Regions from separate parts of the Mus musculus genome. Here all the other regions are linked to region 1. The links are chromatin contacts, called in public Hi-C, HiChIP or PLAC-seq and promoter capture Hi-C maps. All regions are on one chromosome and are shown on one strand. Each heading gives the region's core, a stretch centred on a gene start, on an enhancer-like site or on the middle of the called end of the contact. The rest is flanking DNA. Distances are from core to core; before and after follow the strand shown. Region 1 holds the start of Ralgapa2 (Ral GTPase activating protein, alpha subunit 2 (catalytic)). Region 2 overlaps Ralgapa2 (Ral GTPase activating protein, alpha subunit 2 (catalytic)). Region 3 has its middle 25 kb from the start of Gm52577. Region 4 overlaps Ralgapa2 (Ral GTPase activating protein, alpha subunit 2 (catalytic)).

What was found. Promoter capture Hi-C pulls out the DNA fragments that hold promoters and counts their contacts. Hi-C and Micro-C count contacts between places; a contact is called where the count stands out from the background. HiChIP or PLAC-seq counts read pairs in DNA pulled down with a chosen protein or histone mark.
Region 2: a BATF HiChIP or PLAC-seq map of CD8 T cells shows a contact between it and region 1, with 6 read pairs. The contact joins the enhancer-like site here to the promoter of Ralgapa2 in region 1. A contact is called at or near these places in 2 of 39 promoter capture datasets (hippocampal neurons and stem cell-derived epiblast-like cells), 3 of 115 datasets of contacts at active chromatin or transcription factors (CD8 T cells, effector CD8 T cells and memory CD8 T cells) and 3 of 9 other capture datasets (adipose tissue, liver and pancreatic islet).
Region 3: a promoter capture Hi-C map of liver shows a contact between it and region 1, with 3 times the contacts expected there. The contact joins the enhancer-like site here to the promoter of Ralgapa2 in region 1. A contact is called at or near these places in 3 of 39 promoter capture datasets (3T3-L1-derived adipocytes and liver), 10 of 484 Hi-C or Micro-C datasets (LSK cells, cortical neurons, epidermal suprabasal cells and 6 more), 6 of 115 datasets of contacts at active chromatin or transcription factors (bone marrow-derived macrophages, embryonic stem cells and liver) and 2 of 9 other capture datasets (adipose tissue and liver).
Region 4: a Hi-C map of liver shows a contact between it and region 1, with 2.3 times the contacts expected there. The contact joins the enhancer-like site here to the promoter of Ralgapa2 in region 1. A contact is called at or near these places in 3 of 484 Hi-C or Micro-C datasets (the MNK3 cell line and liver), 2 of 115 datasets of contacts at active chromatin or transcription factors (effector CD8 T cells and embryonic stem cells) and 2 of 9 other capture datasets (adipose tissue and liver).

Annotation. Positions count from the first base shown.
Region 1 is chr2:146,509,392-146,514,363 of GRCm38.p6, reverse strand. It overlaps Ralgapa2 (Ral GTPase activating protein, alpha subunit 2 (catalytic)), which reads left to right and starts at 2,360. Exons shown (of 41, transcript NM_001033348.3): 1 at 2,360-2,570. The coding sequence starts at 2,465.
Region 2 is chr2:146,414,231-146,419,202 of GRCm38.p6, reverse strand. All of the region lies in intron 16 of Ralgapa2 (Ral GTPase activating protein, alpha subunit 2 (catalytic)), which reads left to right. Among named protein-coding and RNA genes, the nearest start is that of Ralgapa2, 95 kb to the left of the region's middle. Within about 2 kb of position 2,667, at least 18 of the 459 cell types and tissues checked have an H3K27ac peak or open chromatin away from gene starts, as enhancers often do. A contact at or near this core is called in CD8 T cells and memory CD8 T cells, where this site is marked.
Region 3 is chr2:146,597,567-146,602,538 of GRCm38.p6, reverse strand. No RefSeq gene overlaps it. Among named protein-coding and RNA genes, the nearest start is that of Gm52577, 25 kb to the right of the region's middle. Within about 2 kb of position 2,803, at least 2 of the 459 cell types and tissues checked have an H3K27ac peak or open chromatin away from gene starts, as enhancers often do. A contact at or near this core is called in liver, where this site is marked.
Region 4 is chr2:146,441,027-146,445,998 of GRCm38.p6, reverse strand. It overlaps Ralgapa2 (Ral GTPase activating protein, alpha subunit 2 (catalytic)), which reads left to right. Exons shown (of 41, transcript NM_001033348.3): 10 at 1,988-2,215. Among named protein-coding and RNA genes, the nearest start is that of Ralgapa2, 68 kb to the left of the region's middle. Within about 2 kb of position 2,293, at least 11 of the 459 cell types and tissues checked have an H3K27ac peak or open chromatin away from gene starts, as enhancers often do. A contact at or near this core is called in the MNK3 cell line and liver, where this site is marked.

The sequences.
Region 1 (4,972 bases), core at 1,111-3,610:
ATTTTATGTGTATGGGTGTATGTCTGTGCCCTGTGTGCACATCTGTCCTCAGAGGCTGGAAAGGGCATCTGACCTCTGAGACTAGAGTTATAGATGGTTGTGAGCCACCATGGAAGTGCTGGAAATTGAACCTGGCTCCTGTAGTCGAACAGCCAGAACTCCTAAGCACTGAGGCATCTCTCCAGCCCCAAGTTTTAAACTTTGAATTTCATGTTTGTTATTTATTGATTAAGGCGGCAATGGAGTGTCTGAAAAGTACTTGACACTCTAAAGCCCAAGGAAGAAGTAAGTAACTTCAGGGTGAATAATTTCCTCAAGGGGTTAGAAGACCAACAAGAGGATTTTTTGAGAGAACAGCAACAATCAAAAAACCCCAACAAAACAAAACTGGGAGGTGTCCTGGGTAAATAAGCATCAAAACACTAATACGTGATTCTTTTAAAAAGGGAGGTGGGTGTTGCAGTCTTATGTCTTCACTCTGTAAGTATGATAGATGAGATGAACTTACATGCATAGATGCCTGGTTTTTGTCTATCCAGTTTCTAACACTGCCATATATTTAGCATACAGAAATGCATATATTTGTCTAGTTTTTCCTCCTCAGTTGGATTGGAAGCTCTGGCAGTGAGAGAACTGCTTCTTGTAATATCTGTTATTTCCTGGGCTTAGGATCTTGTTTTTACACCATAGGTCTTTACTAGATGTTTGCTAATAATGAGAGCTCACATTGCAAGAGAAAAATTGATTTCAGTGGGATAAATTCATTTTACTTTTTCAATCAGTGTAAGAAAAGATGTCCTTGTTCAAAGGAATGGAACAGTGAACATGTGTTTTAAAATCTGAAACAGGGCACAGGATAAACTGATGGTGACAAATACTCTTGCCGTAATGTTAGAGACAGCATCACTTCTCTCCCTTACAACAGAATTGGGGAGATTATGGCCTTCATCTATGATGTCATCTGGGGATGCAGGAGGCGCAACAGCTCTCCCATCATCCTAGGCATGGAGATTACATCTCTAGGTCTGTGAGATTTCTGCTGTTAGGTGATCTGTCTGTAGTCTGTTTTGTTTTGTTTTGTTTTGTTTTTTTGGCTAAATACTGTTCCTTTGGGTATATCTTAGTCGTAGCCATGCTATTTTGATAACTCTAAAAATAGAATTTACCAGAACGGAGAAGTTTTTGCATGCTGAGTTGAAATGTGTAGGGCTGCTTTATCATCTTTTTTTTTTTTTAACTTAATGAGTTTATTGAGTGCCTGTAGAGATCAAATACCAAGCTTAATACAAGGGTGTGTACATTTCTAGCACTTTCCTCCACTAGAGAAAAAGACTCTTGGATTATGCCTATTTGGATGAAAAACATGTGATTCTAAGGTGCCTCTTTAGGTACTTGCTAATAAAGCCAAAATATCAAACCTTGGGGATCCAGATGATAATAAACAATTATATAGTCAGTTTTCTGGTAAGAAATCATTTGAGCATCTTCTGTCTTAAAGTCTTGCTTCAGTGAATAGGCATCTGGCCTTAAAAAGCATGTTGGCCCGAGAGTCAGGTCCTTCAGGTTCTATTTCTGGTTCTGTTATTGGATTGCTATGAGGCCTTGCATAACCCAGGAGCTCTATCCGCAAAGCAAGAGGCAAGACTGACCTCTGCACTTGAGATTGGGTTCCAGATGCCTTGGGGACTGAGTGGACCTCACTGGACAACAGGCCCACTCTTCTCTGCTACCAAAGCCATTTATTTACTTTAGTGTGAAATTAGAGATCAGATTTTGACATGGCCACACGTGCTTTGTCTTGCTCCTTAGTGTGAATCCAGAAGTAAAAAAAAAAAAAAAAAATCTAGAAATAGTTTTCAAAATTTAAAAGTCCTACAGCTTTTCTTACTTTGTGTGTGTCTGTGAGAGAGTGGGGGGTTGGGAGGGGTAGGTACGCAGGCCAGGCAGTAGAGGGGAGGGAGTGTGAGTTTCAAGGGTGGCATCTAGCACTCTGGAAAGCAGGTCGCTGCGCTTCGTCTTGTGGGGACTACAGTTCCCGGGAGCACTTGCGGCCCATATAGGGGCGGGAGCTCGCGGTCCTGGTCATATGGAAAACACCGCAATCTGATTGGAGGTCACTGCGCAGACTCGAAGCTGGGCGCGCGTCCCCGCGAGGTTCCTAGCCTCAGGCTCCTAGTGCGTGAACAGTCCGGGATGTGCGCGTGCGTCGCGCCGGAGGGCGGACCAGAGGCACCCGTGGGGCGGGGCCGAGGGTTTCGCATCGACACCGCCTTCCTGCCCCGCCCCTGACCGTTCGGCCCGCCCCTCCTTCCTGGAGCCTCCGCTGAGGCTGAGGCGGCGAGGCGGCCGGGAGGGGGGCGGCTTGTGGCCGGAGCGACACGCGCCCGTCGCGACCCTATGCAGTGACTCGTGCGGCGCAGGCGCCTCCTGCCCCGCCGGCGGGGCCCAGGCTTACCGCGGCGGGATGTTCTCCCGAAGGAGCCACGGAGATGTGAAAAAGTCCACGCAGAAGGTGCTGGACCCCAAGAAGGACGTGCTGACCCGCCTGAAGCACCTGCGGGCGCTGCTGGGTGAGGCGTGGGGCGTGGGCTGTGGGTCAGAGCCACCTGCCGGGAGGGCCGGGTCCCACCCGCGGCGTGGGCCTGATGGGGTCTCAGGTCCGAGTGATGTAGAGAGCTGGGAATGGTGCGCAGCCGACCTTTGCTAGCCTAGATCGGGACCCTTGAGGCATTGTTCCTGAAGGCTGTACGTTGGCCCTGGGCGCTGCTCTGTCGTCCCAAGTGTAAACTTAGCCAGGATTCTCTTTTGGGTGCCTAGCCTCGGGTAACCTCTGTGCCTGAGAGCAGGCACAGAGGTGACTATAAGCTGTCCTCTCCAGGAAATAAACCAAGCACAAGTGGGGCGGGCTTGAACACACACACACACACACACACACACACACACACACACACACACACACGCACACGCAGCCCTACCTCTCTGCCACCTCCTCTCTGCCACCTCCCTCTCCCTCTCCCATTCTAAAAATTTAAATTCTTGACAACTTGGGTTAGACCAATAGCTCATGTGGTCCCATCACAGACTTCGTTGAACTACCATCTCTCACTCACTCTCCTTTTAAAATGTTACTATGTTTGAGTGTAAGACTTTAGGTAGGATTGATTTCAGCTGACCCCAGGACAGATTAGATGTCATTTCTTCTCTCCTGCCCTTCTCTCTTTTAAATTTACATTTTTTGGGGGTTGGGGGAGGGAGGATGGAAGGGTCCGGCTGATAGCTGTTTCCTTGGGTCTTTGGTGTGAAGGGGGCTCTGATCAGAGGAAGCTAGGCTTTCTTTGGGTCCAGGGAGGCAGCTTCTCCCTTATCATCAGAGTGACAACCATTACTCCCTTTTGCCTTCCCTATTCATGGCCTGCAGGGTGGAGGTTCTGCAGAGCCCAAGTGGGCCTGGAATTGACTTGTGATGGCTTGAAAGCTCTCCCCTGTGGGTGTGAAGTGTCCACAGGTTATCTGATGCTGGTGATGTGTAGCTTGGCTAGGCTATGCATTAGTTCTATCTTCTGTCTGTCTGGACAGACTTATCTGTATTTGGGGGCCAAGGAAAAGACAGGTTTCTTCTACATATGTATACTGTTGAAACAATAATAAAAAATTAAAAACCCAGTGTTTTTAAAATTTTAGACCATCTGCCACTTGAGAAAATAGGGCACAAAAGAATTCATTTTATAGGTGAGAATTTTAAGCATTCTTGTTAATGAGATTAAGAGTTGCTAATTATTTCTATTTATATTGTGTAAACTATTTCTGAGTGGGGGATTGGCCAGCCAATCAGCCAACCAATGAACCAACCAAATGCAAAACTCAAAACCATGACTGTTGCCTCAAAACCTACTCCCTTCCCCCTCAAAACCCACCAGATTTTGACAACTGAAGTTACTATCTCAGATCCCCAGATATTACACTTAATGTGTTCAGTTTATAATGAATGTAAATCAGTTACTGTTAGAAGGATTAGTTTCTGGACTTCTGAAAGCAAAATGTGATGTTCTTGGTAAGTTGAACTTTCTCCTTCCTGTAGTGAAATGTCTAGGCACACAAGTGCTTTGTGTTGGGTCCTTAGTATCTGATTAGTTCCTGCTGCAGGGGCATTCTTGATAAAGGAGAACTGAACAGTATTTTAAGGCATTTGATACTTTGGAACTTTTTCTGTGCTGAAGAATTTAAACCTTTGTTCTGACCAAGAAGGCCAAGATTAAGTTGGCTACATTTTATAAAGACAGAAAACCTAGACCAGAGTGGTTTCTTAGAGATACACTGTCTTTGTTACCGTCCAGAGAAAATGGATACTTTCAGGTCTGAGTATCCTTAATTTCTCCCCTAAGGTGTGTGGCTCCTTCCAGGTGCAAGTGGCAGGGATAGGCTGTGAACCTGGCCAATGGCATCTCTTTATGATTTTATCTTTTTAATGTGTGTGTGTGTGTGTGTGTGTGTGTGTGTGTGTGGTGGGCTTTGTGCTAGTGAGTATAGTTACCATAGAGGCCAGTAGACAGATCCCCTGGGGCTGGAATTAAAGGTGATTGTGAATTGCTCTGAGGGACTACTGGGAACCAAATTCTGTATAAGAGCAGCAGGTGCTCTTAACCTCTGAGCCATGTCTGCAGCCTGAATCATCTTTGTATGTGAAAAAAAAATCTGTTTAAAATACTGTTTGCGGTGTAGAGTTCTTCCATATTTCATTAGGAATACTTTTGTTGTTGATGGTGGCCAAGTTTCCTTTATGTCCTACTGTGATCTTTAACTTTAGGGGCTCTTTTTTTTTTCAAAAAAATAAAAATAAAATTGAGGAATTCTATATACATGGTCTAGACCTAGGCCTCCCTGCTCATATGTAGCAGATGTGCAGCTTGACCTTCATGTGAGTCCTGAACAACTGGAACAGTATTCCAAAAGCTGTTGCCTGTATGTGGGATAT
Region 2 (4,972 bases), core at 1,418-3,917, 95 kb after region 1:
CTGATGATTTATGGATTTTAAGGATAGTTTTATGTATCTGAAGCACATTCCATGTTTGTTTTATTGAGTGTTTATTTAACCAACAGTGAGAAAATCAAAAGTTCATACCAAGAAACTTTTGCTCAACTAAATGTGAAATACAATATAAAAAGATAGGTTTCATGTATATCAAATAAAATGTATAACTGAGTCATATATTTATGAGCTTTGGGGATATCTTGTATACTAAATGCTAAATGATTAGCTTTTAAATACACTCGGCTCTCAGTAAATCAATTTCTGAATTATTTATGATGTAATAGAAAAATTTCTGTCTTGGACCAGATTTTCCTTTTCTCACTGTGGTCTTTGTATGTGTATCCTTTAGGAAGAGATACTAATGTGTTGATAATGTAATAATGATGATGCTGAGCAAGCAACCAGACATCATTCTGATGCTCTCTGATACACAGCAGCAAAAGGAAGCATTCTTAAATGAAACTAGTTCTTTTTGTGGAATAACCATTCTAAGTCATCAGTGTTTGGCTGCAAGGTTGGCTGTATTTAGAGACTGTGATTTAGTTCTCTCATTTTATTGATTTCTTTAAAGCCTAAAATGGCTTCCTTTAAATGTTTGGGGGAACGCAGCACCTTAAGAACTTAGAAGTGGAAAAAGCTCTTGATGTGCTCTGATATAATGTTACTTTATCTCTCCTGGAAGCTAAGCGAAGCCAGTCTATCAGCAACTGTGTCCACCTCTCTGAGGCTTTGCCTGCTACTAAAAGCGTCCCGCTCCTCCTCCATACCGTGAGCGCTCTCTTACCTGGTCTCTCTTACTCCTCTTGCTCTCACAGGCTGTCAGGTACTGTACTGTTGTCTCATGTGTCCGTCCACACCCCCTGGCTTCTCCCTCCTGCCACCCCCAGTCACACTCAGAAGGTGTCTGTTGCACTTGTGCTAAATTTCAAAAAATATTAATTGTTGTTTTTGTGTAGTTCATGTTTAGTAGCTATTAGGTAGTCAAAAATTCTACAATCCTGCTAGTTATCAGATTCATGGCTGTAATAGAGATTTTAATTAAAAAAAAAACAAAAACAAAAAACACTAACCAGTGCTAATTTTCAAAACATTTGTTCTTAGACTTCACCCAGTTAATTCAACTGGATTAAGTTTATGTGTATTTTTTTCTCTAGCACAGCAATGTGAATAGAGTTAGTAATAATCTATTGTATATCTTGTAATGGCCTGAGTAGGGCATTTTGAATGAGCTTGTCACGTAAATGAGAGGGTAATAGGTACATGAGTTATCCTGCTCCAATGTCACTTCTCCCACATTGTCCATGCATCAAGATGCCACACTGTGTCCTACCACTGTGTGTAATCACTGTTGTGCCAGTTACAAAGGAGGGTGTTGTAATACCAAAAATTAGTTTTCTCATGTTTTGCCTAGTCACTTCTCAAAGGGAATTTATTTTATGTGTTGAATAATTAAATCTACAAAGAGATATTTTTCAGTGATTTTAAGGTGAATTATATCTTAAGAGGGAAATGTTTTCATGTTCCTTTTATGTTCTGAATATAGATATAGATTAAGATGTTTTCAGTACTGGAGATAGTGTGAGTACAGTTTCTATAGCTCAGACACTGTAGCACCATTGTAGTTTGGCAAAATAAAATCAAAGCTGAAGTAAAATACCATGAGGAAAGAAGTTAGTTTTAACTGAGAATGGGGACTATAATGTTGCTTAGAAACTCTCTTTAGTAAACACTGAGTGTGAAAACAGTGAGGCTGCTGGCATCGGAGGGGGACTCTCAGGTGAGTGGCTGCTGAGCAGTAAATGCTTGCGGATCAGCTTGTCCAGGAAAGGCATCTTCTTAGAGGTGATGAATGAGGCATTGGAAAGAATTTGCTAGGTATTTGGCTAATTGACACCAAAAAGAAATCTTTAATGTAAAAAGTTTTATTTCTTTCTCTATTTTATTTCCGTACTGTTACATTTAAGTTTTTTTTACTTGTTTTTCTGGAATATGTTCTCAGAAAAAAAAAATTCTTCCTATTAATATCTCTTCATTTGTAAAAGTTTTGTTCTTATTCAGAGTTATATTTTCATTCACTCAAATTCTTCGTGTGTGTGTGTGTGTGTGTGTGTGTGTGTGTACATGGCACCAGCAGAAATTGAGTGACTTTCTGCAGTGACTCTCAACTAGGAATGATTTGGCAACATCTGGAGACATTTTTGGTTGTCTGGTAGGTAGAAGCCAGAGATCCTACTCAATATCCTCACTGGAAGCAGCCTAGACCAGAAGATGGTCAGACCTAAGGATCTATTGTGCAGATGGGCAAATAGCCCTGTAAAGTGGAGCAGGCTGGAGCAGGTCTGTGTCTCCCTATCTCTGCCATCTTCACTGATTTTATAGCAGGGTGACTTTAAGGACAAACTGCTACTGCCATTTGATGTGACAGGTACAGTAATGAGTGCCTTCTCAGTCTGACTCCAGGTGTGCTTTATTAGTTAGTGTGATACCATTGTCCTTTGTGACTGTCCCGTGAGTAGACTAGGCTGAGAGAAGTGAGTAGCCATTCTACTTGGCTGGTAATTTGCAGCATGGTTTGTGTTCTGATGTACCTCTGAGTGGATGGCGATCTACTGCTAAGCTGCAGCTAAATGATAAGTAAGTCATTTCAGTTCTCCTTCTTGCTGGCTACAAGTTGAGGTTTTTTGTTTTTTGCTTTTCTTTTAGTTTCACTGTGTCAGTGGTTGCTAGTTTTGTTTTTATTATGGCAGAAGTCTTTGTTTTGGTTTCTAATCTGTGTGAGTCAACCCACCAGAATTGTAATAATAGAAGCAATGGTAGTAGATCTGGAGGTGTGGGAAGCAAATGGTGTTTAAATTTGGGGAGAGTCAAAATGACCCACTTCCATTAATATGAGTAGGGAGAAATCTGTGCACCTTGGGAGTAGTTGTGACAGCTGGGGAGTCCCCTCTCTTTTTCTTGAAAACAGTCCCTCCCGCTTGTCTTGCAGTGTTACTTTTTTCTCTGTTGGGACATTTATCAGTCTGTAGCATTTGCATGCTATGCAAGGGTAGATTTTTCTTTTTTCTTTTGGGAATGTTGTAATGGTTATAACTAGCAGATAGACTGTCTTCCTTTATCCCAGTATATGGGACCTAAGGGGAGGCCTTGCTGAGCTGCCTCTCTGTCTTTCCACAAGCTCCATGGAAGTTCTTCCAGTTAGGACCTGGACTAACTTACTCTCAGGAAGCAGGACCTTGTGGACATGGAGAGTGCTAAATGGAAAGCATCTCCTGGGCTTTTGTGAGATCAAGTTGGTATCACCAGTGGTATTTTTTAAACTAGGACCTTACATTCTAATTGTGCTTGTGCATCCTTGCATGAGGGATAAATGGAACATAGAATTTTTGCTTATTTAATAAGATGAAATAAGGAAGTCTGTAATTAAAGAGTGAATGAAAAGTAGACAGACATCTGGAGAAAATAGAAGTTAGCTGCAGAACATACACATTTACTTCAGTCATGCTGACTCTTCTCAGTGGGGGTAAAAGCCACGAATCCTTATGATCATTTTGCTGATGGTTTTAGTGGAGCTTTAGAAAACAGTGGGTTAGGAATGGTGTTGAGAAACTACATCCTCAAGAGACAGGAAAGTTAGTGCTTTTGATCGAGTGTTATTAGACTTCACAGAGGATAAATGAACTGAGTCTGAGGCAGAATTCTGTTCTTCAAAGTGATTTAAACAAAAATTGTGTGACATTTAAAACAGGATGCATCAAATCTAAATTTATTGCACAATTGTTTTGTAACTCAGATGTCATTTTTTTTGTTTGTTTGAAAGGAAATCCTGTGTCTTTACATTTTACATCAGTAGGAAAATCATTTTCATTAGTTAAAAAAAAAAAAGCCACTCAGATGGACACAGTAGAATGGGAGCAGCCTCAGCCCAACATGAACTTTCTTCAACAACATCGTGCCAGCAGAGGGAGCCCGAGACCCATTAGGAAGGAAAAGGTGTTAAACCATCATTCTCCTGTCCCTTGTATAGAGCTCTCGCTGAATACAGTGTAACACACAGCAAGGAATGTGGCTGTTCCTTTCCTTCCGCTTCTCTCGCCCATTCTTCCATTCCTGCCATTTCCAGTTCTTTCTGCAGGCTTGGATTTTCTCCATCTGAGAAGTCCCTCTTAACAGTTTTGCAAAAACAAAGCCTTAAAAGATGTATTAGGCCTGCCTTTTGGGAAGGCAGACAGCTGGTGGTAGCAGGCTCTGTGTCCTCCGTCTGCTGTGCTGAGGACCAGTGGGGACACTCTAATTTGGAAGCCATGGTGCTGTGGCTGTGTTGCATCCCACCAGATGGCGATGTTCTTTATCTTTACAAAGATGCTGCCAGAGTTGGCTCAGTTCTTATTTACTTCTGCTCAGAACTCAGAAACTGGCATCCACCAGTATTTGGCACCAGGCTTCAGAGAAAAGAAAAAAAACCCTCTCTTCCCTCTGTCCACAATTATTTTTGGCCAATTATTTTTCAGGAAGTTTGGAAGCTCTTGGGCTCCCTCTACTGATACAGGAATGACAAATAGAGTAGTATCATTTCACCATCTTGTGATATAGAGTAAGAAGATAACCGGAAGGCCTGGCCCTAGAGTGTAGGGACCTGGGGCTAAATATTCTAGCAGACCTGTGAAAAGAGCCTAGTCTTTGCTTTGTATGGGTAGACTGCAGTGTGTGCATAAGCCTTGTGTGACTTCTATGGAAAAATACTCAAGAGAAGGCAAAGATGACCTGAGAAAGATGAGACTGCCCCTTCATGCCATATTGGCCTGTCTTTTTTCTCAGGTTCCCATTATCATCCATCTTTAAACTATGGTCTAGTTGGAACTTTGATTCATAATGACGACTCACACAAAGCTCATAGTTTTGAGGCCTTGTAATGTACTAGTGTAGTAGAAAATGGAATTTTCATTTGGGTAGAAAA
Region 3 (4,972 bases), core at 1,554-4,053, 88 kb before region 1:
GTTGTACAGTGAGACTGTCTGAGAGAGAGAAGGAGGGAGGGTGAACCATAGCAGCTATCTTTTAATTGAGGGGGGAAAAATGTTCTAAGGTAGAAATGAAGAGTGGATGGTTGGTAGGCATGTTGAGAAGTCTCAATTCTTCATTTTAAGAAATGCAGATTTTTTTTTAGGTCATGGTGTAACAGCCTCAGCAAGAATGAAGGGGTTATAACAACTTGTGCCCCACCATTTGGCTACTGAACTGTTGAAACAATGGCCACCAACAAATTGGAACATCCCCCAGAGCTACATGCTGGTAGAAGGAAAATCCTGAAGCCTGCTGCCAACCAGAGCAGGGTCTTGTCTCCCAGAAGGAGATTTTACACCATTCTAACAAGCTGACTGAAAGAAAGATGAAATTTCAAGACCTGTAAGTCATATAAAAGACTCAGAAATTGCTGGTTGTTTGTGAGCCTAGAGGCTGCCCGGGGCTGAGAAAAAAAGAAAAATAAACCCATGTATGCCCCGTAGTTAAAGCATTCCTGGGGGCAGCTTGACCATAAAGATAAAGAGGAATATGAGGACATAACAGGGCTATCTGAACTGAGTCAACAACTCACAGAACTCTGACACCTTGCACGTACATGTAATTTTTCTGCTGATGATTGAATAAGCCAATAGTGTGTCGCTATGCTGAATTCCCCACCCCTAAGCCCTTTACCCCATAAAAACCCCTAGCTTTTGAGCCTCATGGTTGACATCCGTTATCTCCTGTGTGGGATACACGTCAGTCCAGAGCTCCGTCATTAAACTACCTCGTGTAATTACATCAAGACGGTCTATTCGTGATTCTTTGGGTGCACGCTGGATTGGGAATTGAGTGGGGGGTTTCCCCACTAGGTTCTATCATTTGGAGGTTCCACCGAGATCTGCGTGACACCCAGGAACCCCGAAAGACCCCTTGGAGGTACGTTTGTTTGTGTGAGTCTTGTATGTTGTCTGTTGTCTAAGTGTCTAAGTGTGGCACCGCTGAATTTGTGTCTTGGTTTTTCAGTTCTGGGATTGTGGGTTCGAGTCCCGCCTGGGTTCCTAGTTCTGGTATTCTGTATTCTGGTAGCTGCCACTGTGGACCGGGAGGATCTAGTGGCTGCGGGAGGAAGACGTCCTAAGGCCCTACAGGCTGCAACCCTGGAAGACATTCCACGGGTGGAAGGGGGTGGAAGCAGAGTCCTCCCCCCCCCAACCCCCCAGTCAGGAAGGAAGTCATGTGGAATCTGACCCCTGTCAGGAAGTCGTGTTTGGCTGATTGTATAAGTCCAGGCATGGATGAGTGTGCTTAGATATATTGGTGTCTTTTTTTTCCTCTGTTGCTGTCTTGTTTTTGTTTGTGGTTTTCATCATGGGACACAGACACTGTACATAGGAGATAAATTGGAATCCCTCCCTGCCTGCCTGACTGACTGTATGTCTGGGTGTCTGTCTGTCTGTCTTGTTCACTTGTGTGTCCTCCATTAGACCACCTTCTGATTCTGTTTTGCTTTTGGTTTGTCTGGTTTCAGGTATGGTTTTGGTTCCAAGGGATTGACTGATTATCTTGGTTTGGTTTTAGGCCGGTCTCAGGTTCTGGGGGCCTTCCCACGGAGAGGTCCATTTGGGTTGGTTGCAGTGACAGTGAGACATGTCAAAACGTTGCAGGCCACAACGCTGGAGGATGCTCTGGTGTCAAGCTGGGAAGTTAGATTTGAAACAGTCCTTCTCAACCCAGCACCTAGGGTTCAGTATATGCCTGGAACAGATAGTGTCAGGCTTCTCTGGAAATCACGTGTAAGACACCCTGTATTGGTCTTGCTTGTATTTGTCATTTCTGTGGTACTGTGATTCTATGGTGGTTGCCTGAAAACGGTTTCTATGTGTGTCTTGTGTGTCTCTTTGTGTTCAGACTTGGACTAACAACTGACAACTGTTTTTGAGTTATGCCCTCTGGAATAAACCTAAGAATCCTGTCAGATCCCTATGCTGACCACTTCCTTTCAGATCCTCAGCTGCCCTGCCTCCCACTCCAACTCCAGGAAGCAGCCAGCGGGTCACAGTGGTCCCACCCATGGACCTAGAGCCTAGGGAGAAATGAGCTCGGGAAACCCGGAGCAAAAGAGGGGTGGTCCCTGAGAAGTCAGTGGCCCTGGATGTTGTGGCTGCTGAAGGGGACATAGAGGAGGCTGTGGGAGTGGCCCTCCCCTCCATGACCAAACCCGTCACAGTTCGTGGCTAAAAGTAAAAGGCTAGCAAAAGGGGTGCTAACACAGAAGCCGAGTCCTTGGAAGAGGCCAGTGGCCTACTTGTCGAAGCAGCTAGAAAAGAGACTGTGTTTCATATTCCCCCACCGACCAGTGCAAAACAAGTTAGAAAAGTTCCTGGGCACTGCGGGCTTTTGAAGACTGTGGATTCCAGGTTTTGCTGAATTAAAGAGATAAACAGCCCTATGCCATCAAGACTGCCCTAATGTCGTCCCCAGCTTTGGGCCTCCTAGATGTGACTGAGAACAAAGGTATTGCCAAAGAGGTTCTTACTCAGATATTGGGGCCCTGGAAAAGAACTGTGGCATACTTGTAAGAAATTAGACCTGTGACTGTAAGATGGCCTGCTTGTCTGAACATAGTGGCTTCTGGTGAAGGACGCAGATAAATTGACTCTGAGACAAAACTTGGTGCATGACCTAGAAAGTGTGGTCTCTCAGCCCCACTGACCGATGGCTGACTAACACTCTTGAAAACTTTATCCAACCATTCCCCTGACCGATGGACACATTATCAGAGCTTTTTGTTGACTGAACGAGTGGCCTTCGCTCACCCTGCTGTCCTCAATCTCGCTACCCTACTGCCTGAGACTTCACCTACTCATCACCGCGCTGACATTCTGGCAGAAGAAACTGACGCTTGAAATGATCTGAAGGATCAGATCAGCCTTGGCCTGAGAGTTCGAGCTGGTACATGGATGGCAGTAGCCTTGCAGTTGAAGGCAAGTGGAAGGCAGGGACAGCAGTGCAGTGGTAGACAGAAAGCTGAACTTGTGGGTCACTAGACCTCTTTATTCCTCATTTCAATGTGGACACGTTGTGGTGGGAAATCTCCCTTTTTCTGCTTTTTGTTATTACCTTTGTTTAATTGGTATATGGAGGACAGGGAAGAGAGAGCCTGGCTTGTTCAGCTGCTAAAATCCAGGTTCTGACCCTAACAAAATCATTAACAGTGAGGGATCATTGGTGAGTTCTGAGTAGAGGAGGGAGGTGGTTCGGTATAGAGGGGGGAAGGTGGCAGAGCAGCTGGAGAGGAATGAGCACTGTAACTCTGCAGTAGGATGCCACAGAAACAAACATGTACCTTAGCCTCCAAGTGCTGGGAACCCCAGGCTGCTGGATGGAGTGGCTTTAACAAATACCTGCCCTCAACTTCAAGACTTGAGGTAACCGTCCAGTTAACTGATAACATCTAGGCTGAATACGAAAAATGATGCCAGCATTCCTTAGTCATGTTGCCTCATTACCATGTCATGTTACATATTTAAAACAAGCAGCGTTGTGTGAAAACAAGCAACGTTATGTGACCGGAGAATCGCCTGAGTGAGGGACACCTCTCCTAGAGGACCTTCTCACAGAAAGAACCAAATGAATCACTGAAGACAGGTTAATGGGGTTTTAATGATCCCCGGGTACGGGGAAAATATAATGCACCTTGCAAGAAGGGACAAGGCCATCAAGTCAGGAGAGCAAAGAAGCTTCAAGTCTTGGGCGTGGTTCTTATTGAGATTGGAATGAAACTGTATTCTGCCCAGGATGACTTGAAATCTGTCCTCCATCTTGTCAGACCAATTGAGGAGGAAACAACTAACTGCATTCCATTAGCGTTGGCTTAACTGCTCAGTCAGCTGAAGACTGGTCAGTGTAGCCCACACTTGGATGAGTGTTTGATGTAGGAGATAGCTAAGCACATTCATTGAAGAATTTACTCTTAGGCTTTGGGCCAGGGAGGCACAGCTATCCACTGCCATCAGTTTGCCTTTTAGCCTGTGGCTGTTTTAAAGCCCCTGCCTCTTGGCTTCTGCCTAATGTCACAGTTACAAGTCCCCACTGTTCTTCTTGTTTGTGTTCATCTAAGCAGCAACAACCACCTGAAGGGGTTATCCTGTGTAGCCATCACTGGCACTAGCACTAGCAGCAAACTTCTTGACTGATTCAAATTTCTTCTTTGTGTGCAGTTCTAGCTTTTTATTTTTATTTTTTTAACTGTCAGCTTCTAAGGTGGGAAAACACACATTTGAAGTATTGCCACTTTGAGGGGTTGCCTTCCTGCTCAATTCCTTAGTTCCATACCTTCTGAAATAATTTTCTTCTCTGTTCTTTACATTCCAGTTCTGTTTTTTTTGTTGTTGTTGTTGTTTTGTTTTGTTTTATTTTGTTTTGTTTTTGCTTGTGATAGAGTCTTGTTATATAACCTAGATCCACTCACTTCAAACTCAAGATTCTCCAGAGGTCAATTGTGAGGTGTCTTCCTCTATTGCTTTCTGCCTTTATTTATTTATTTATTTATTTATTTATTTATTTATTTATTTATTTATTTATTTAGCGACAGGGCTTCTCTTTGAACCCAGAGCTCATCAATTGGGCAGACTGGTTAGATTGGCTGGCCAGCGGGCCCCAGTGATCCACTCACTCTCTCACTCCGCCTCCCCTGTGCTGGAAGTACAGGAACGCACTGCCACACCCATCTTAAACTGGATGCTGAGGATCCCAGATGAATTCCTTGTGCTTGTGAAGAAAGCGCAGTACCCACTGGGCCATGTCCTGAGCCCAGGTGTCCTCTCATTGAATCAGATTGCAAAGCCTCTTAAATTTGAGTAGTGGACAAACTGACTTGGGGTTTTGTCATCCTTAGCATGCTGGCATTAACTCACCTGGAACCACGTTTCTGTCAATGAGATGTTCACGGTCTTCACACCT
Region 4 (4,972 bases), core at 1,044-3,543, 68 kb after region 1:
GTTTCACAATAGAATTCACATTTTTGCTACAAAGTCCTTTGCTATACATGCAGAGTTGTTGTTTTTCTGTTCCCCAAGTGAAACAATATCTTTTTCTTGGTCTAGAACTTGTACTTTTGATAGGGAAAAGACCAGCTAATGATGTGTGTTCTAGACCCAGCTTCCCTAGCACTAGGCTTAACAGACTTTCTTGTTCCGTTGGTTGTTAGTTGGCTCTTTGTTACTGTGCCAAGGATACCTGAAGTAGTCAACTTGAAGCAGTTTACTTTTGGCTCATACTTTTAGAGGCTGTAGTCCATGGTCAGTCAGTCCTATGGATTTGGTTCTGCGTATCGGGGATTTAAAAACCACCGAGATGGCAAGGCAGCTGAGCATATTTGTTTTTATAATTCTTTAATTATAGTAAAAAAAAAAAAACATCACTTTTACTAATTCCGAGACAGTTCTCCCAATGACCCACAGGCCCCTGGGAAGAATGGGTAGAACAGTGGCATATACAAGCTGACGACTCTGAAGAATTGTATATGTTTGTCAGGTGACTACTGCTGTAGTCTTCTCTGTTCCTGAACTTTGCAGAGGCAGCAATAGAATGTGCTGAGTGTGTTGGCAGATCAGGATAGAGGAATCAAGCGGTATCACACTCAGGCATCACCAACAAAACAACTGAGACATGCCCTACCCTTGAGAGTTGCTTCATGAGCAGTGGGTGTCCATACTTAGACTGACTCTGAGAATGCTTTTGTCTCAGTATGAGCTGTGGGGTTCAGAGGGCACCAGGGTGGCAGAGAGATTGAGGTAAGGAATAAGTGGCAGTGTGTAGTTTTCTGAGCCATGGTAGTGCTGGCCTGGTAGATTGTTTCACTGATGGGTCTTCTGCATGTACCAGAGGACTAGACATCGTCTCTGCATCGACTCTCATGCCAATGGCTTCACATTCCAGCTTGATTCTAGTGCATGGAAGCCAGATCTCCTTCTAGAGCCAGCTCTTCATAATTGTACAGCACGTGCTTTATCCACTAAGCAGTCTTAGGTCTGGAGCTTATGTTTAAATAACTTGATACTACATAATTCTTCATGCTAGTTTAATTATTTCATTGCTGTAATATTAACCACCTCAAAACTTAGTGCCTTAAAACAGAACCCCGTTAACACTATGTTTTGTCTTTACTTAGTGGGACAGAATCTGGCTTGATACCTGTAATATATTTCATGGGCCCTTGGGTGGTGATCGTTTAGCTGGTGGATGGTTGGTCTGGAGGATCTAAGGTGACTTTATCCACAAACCTGTTAGTGCTAGCTGGAGAGATAGCTGGCTGGAACTAGTTAATCTATGCTGTCTCACTAACAAGGTCATTAGATTTCTTATATGGCCACCGGGGCCTCCAAGAACAACATTTGAAGAGATGGAAAATGTTAACTACCAGCCTTTTGAGCCTGGGCCTTTTGAGCCTTTTGTTATAAGCAGTCTCCCAAGTTTTCACACCTCTGTGACAGCAGAGTTAAGTGTGTAAGTATAGAGCCCTGGTGTGATGATGGCACACATTGCACTTACACATCAACTTACTCTGTGATTTCACAAATGCAAATTAAACTTTTTAGCTGACAAGATTTCACAGTCCTCTTCCCTGAAATAACTTAGTAGTTTTCCTGTTAAAGTCACTGAGTTCAGGGAGGATTATTTGGTTAATTAGGAAATTGGTAAGTAGAGGTTCAGGTGTCCATGTTTGAGGCAACTGCTGACGTTCATCTTGCTTTGTACCCTGTGCAATTGGTGGCAATCAGAGTACTTGGAACAAGGCCAGACCTGGGTGTAGGGGCGTGGATCAGTGGCAGAACACATGCTCACACTTATGGGAGTGTGCATTGCTTCTCTAGTCCTGCAACATTCACAAACCCCAGAAGGTAATGAGCAGGACAGGACCCACATTTTGCTAGGTGCTCGTGAGTGAGGGTGTGGATTGCTGAGATCTGTGGTGACATTTTCCAGACTGTTGGTGGTGGTGCAATACAAGAGAAGGTACCAGAGCTGGATGGTGCTGGGTCCACAGAACAGGACAAAAGCCATTCTAACAGCAGCACCTTGTCTGACCGAAGACTCAGCAACTCCAGTCTTTGTAGCATTGAAGAGGAGCATCGGACAGTGTATGAGATGGTGCAGCGGATCCTCCTGTCAACACGGGGTTATGTGAATTTTGTGAATGAAGTATTTCGACAGGTCAGTGTGTGCTATACAGTCATAAAGTTGATGTCATCTTTGTTCCTGTCAATCAGCTTCCCATTGCTGTAAGCCATGTGCAGGGACATCAGTGTAAACACAGGGGTGTATTTTGTCTCAGTTCCAAGGGTCTTAGTCCAGGGTCACTTGGTCCTGTTGCTTTGGGCCTTTGGCAGGGCCGCATATTAAAGCAGGAACAGGAAGCAGATTGAGGCCTGTTTACCTCATGGATGGGTGAGAAAAAGATCAAGAGATTAGCGCCCTACAGTCTTGTCTGAGGGCACACTCTGCCATGACCTATGCTATCCCACTACGTCATACCTCTTAAAGTTTATGCCACTTCCCAGTAGTGCCAAGCCAGGACCAAGTCACACGTTGGCCCGGGGGAAGATTGGTACATTCCAGATCCAAACTGTAGCATTGTGGTTTTACTTATGACATGGTAAATAGCATTGATGATTTGGCCTAAAAATTTCCCTTCCAGTCCTACTTTTAGTTTGTCACAAGTTTTTCTGACCTACATTTTTTTCCCATCTATATAACAAAGGGAAATTAAAAAATACTTTCATGTTCCATAGTAGACTCAGCTCAGAGGGTGGGCCTAGTAAACCCAGTGTTTGGAGACTTTCAGCACTCACACAACCCAGAGGCACTTTCAGAAAGTTGTAATTTCCCTGTCATGTTACATGACATGAATGAATGTGTGTGTGTGTGTGTATGTGTGTGTGTGTGTGTGTGTGTGTGTGTGTATGTATATGTTTGTGGCACAAGAGCAATGAGATGAATGAGAAAGGACATAAAGGAGAGAAAAGCTCTTTATCCAGGGCCCTGGAATAACATACCTCAGGTAGGAAAGGAAGAGCTGGGAAGAGCTGGAGCAGAAAGCTGGAAAGAGCAGGGGAAGGAAAAGAAAGTGAGCAGGAGCTGGGCCGCAGTCGAGCGGTGCAGTGCTTTGCAGCAGGCTTGGTGTTCCTGGGCAGACGTATCTGGGATCAGTTTTGACTGGCATCTTATGGCTAGCCAATTTTATTACACTAGAAATCTATCTTATAACAGATAAGTGTACCACTGATCAATGATTAAAAACTTATAATCCCAGTATTTGAGAGATGGCAGCAGGAGGAACAGGACTTTAAGCTTTAACTACATGGCTAGCTTGAGATTACTCTGGGCTATATGGAACTTTGTCTCAGAACACTAAGGAAGTAACTAACTAAATGTATCATTATCAAAATTGATTAGGAATCATAATGTATAGGGTTGTTTTAGTTTTGTATTTAGCAAATCTTTTACCTTGGTTCCACAGCCTTAGAGTACTTGCTGTGTTGGATATTGTGACGTGTGTGTGTGTGTGTGTGTGTGTGTGTGTGTGTGTGTGTGAGAGAGAGAGAGAGAGAGAGAGAGAGAGAGACAGAGACAGAGAGAGAGAGATTGAGTGGCTTCAAGAAAGTATTCCAAAACTCTCTCTCTCTCTCTTTTTGGTTCTTTAAAAATAGTGAGTGTGGATTTATTTATGTATTTATTTGGGCTTGTACATGTGGCCAGAGATTAGCAGGGAAGAAGAATCTTAGGTCTTTCTTGCACTTAGGAATTTATAAGCCAAACCTTTCTCACCATACAAGTCAGAGCCAGGAAGACTTTATAAGGACTTTGGACTTTGGTTCTAAAGTTGAAGCTTTGGCATGAGGACATTTAACATTTTAAAAAAGATAAACAGTTTTGCAGTAAGCAAGAAACTGTAACATAAATATATACTAGAAAAAGGAGGAAACAGGATTGGAAATTTATGAGGCAGAGCAGAAGAGCTCAGCGTATAGTCTTCCTAGCAGAGTGGAGCAGCAGGAGATAGACTAAACCAGGTAAGGAAATGATCTTGCACAGACCTCGGAGTGGCAGGTAAAAACTGGGACCTGTTGAAGTGGAGGGTCTAATGAGCAGGCCTGAGACAGCTGGCTTCTCTCCCAGTTCTCTTCCGTGTTTGTGTGCTTTCTGTCCAATACGAGTATCCTGCTGTAGCTATAGATGTTCCTTTTTTCCTTTGAAAGGCTGAGCATTTGCAGTATGTTTGCATGAGCATCAGTTGCAGCATAGCTGCATGTGCTGCCTACTTTTATGTCAGCTTGACACAAGCTAGAGAAGGGAACCTCAATTGAGAAAATGCCTTATTAAGATTCAGCTGCAGGCAAACCTGGGCATTTTCTTATTAGTGATTGATTGGGTAGTCCCGTCCATTATGGGTGAGGCCATCCCTGGGCTCTATAAGAAAGCATGCTGAGGGAAACGTAAGGAGCAACCCAATAAACCAACTTCCTCCATGGCCTCCCTCTGCATCAGCTCCTGCCTCCGAATTCCAGCCCTATCTGAGTTCCTGTCCTGACTTCCTTAAGTAATGAACAGTGATGGGCGTGCACGAGCCAGTTAAACTCCTATTCTCTCCTACTTGCTTTTGATCATGGTGCTTATGGCAATTGAAACCCTGACTAAGAGGATACAGAAAGTCAAGTTTCATTGCTGCCTGGAGAAACCACACATTTGAGAGAGAAGGTGATGGGAAAGGAAGCACTTTATTGGCAACGAGGTGACAAGTTGGAAGATGAGGACTCTTGTGTGTCTTAGAAAAAGAAGAAGCCATGTTGAGGGGTTGCAGGTATAAGACTCCATAGATACTGATTTTGGGTATGGGCATAGTGGGTAGGCTTTTGAATTTGGCAGGAATGATACTATTTCTGAATTTTGGTTAGTTTGCTTTTCTGTCAC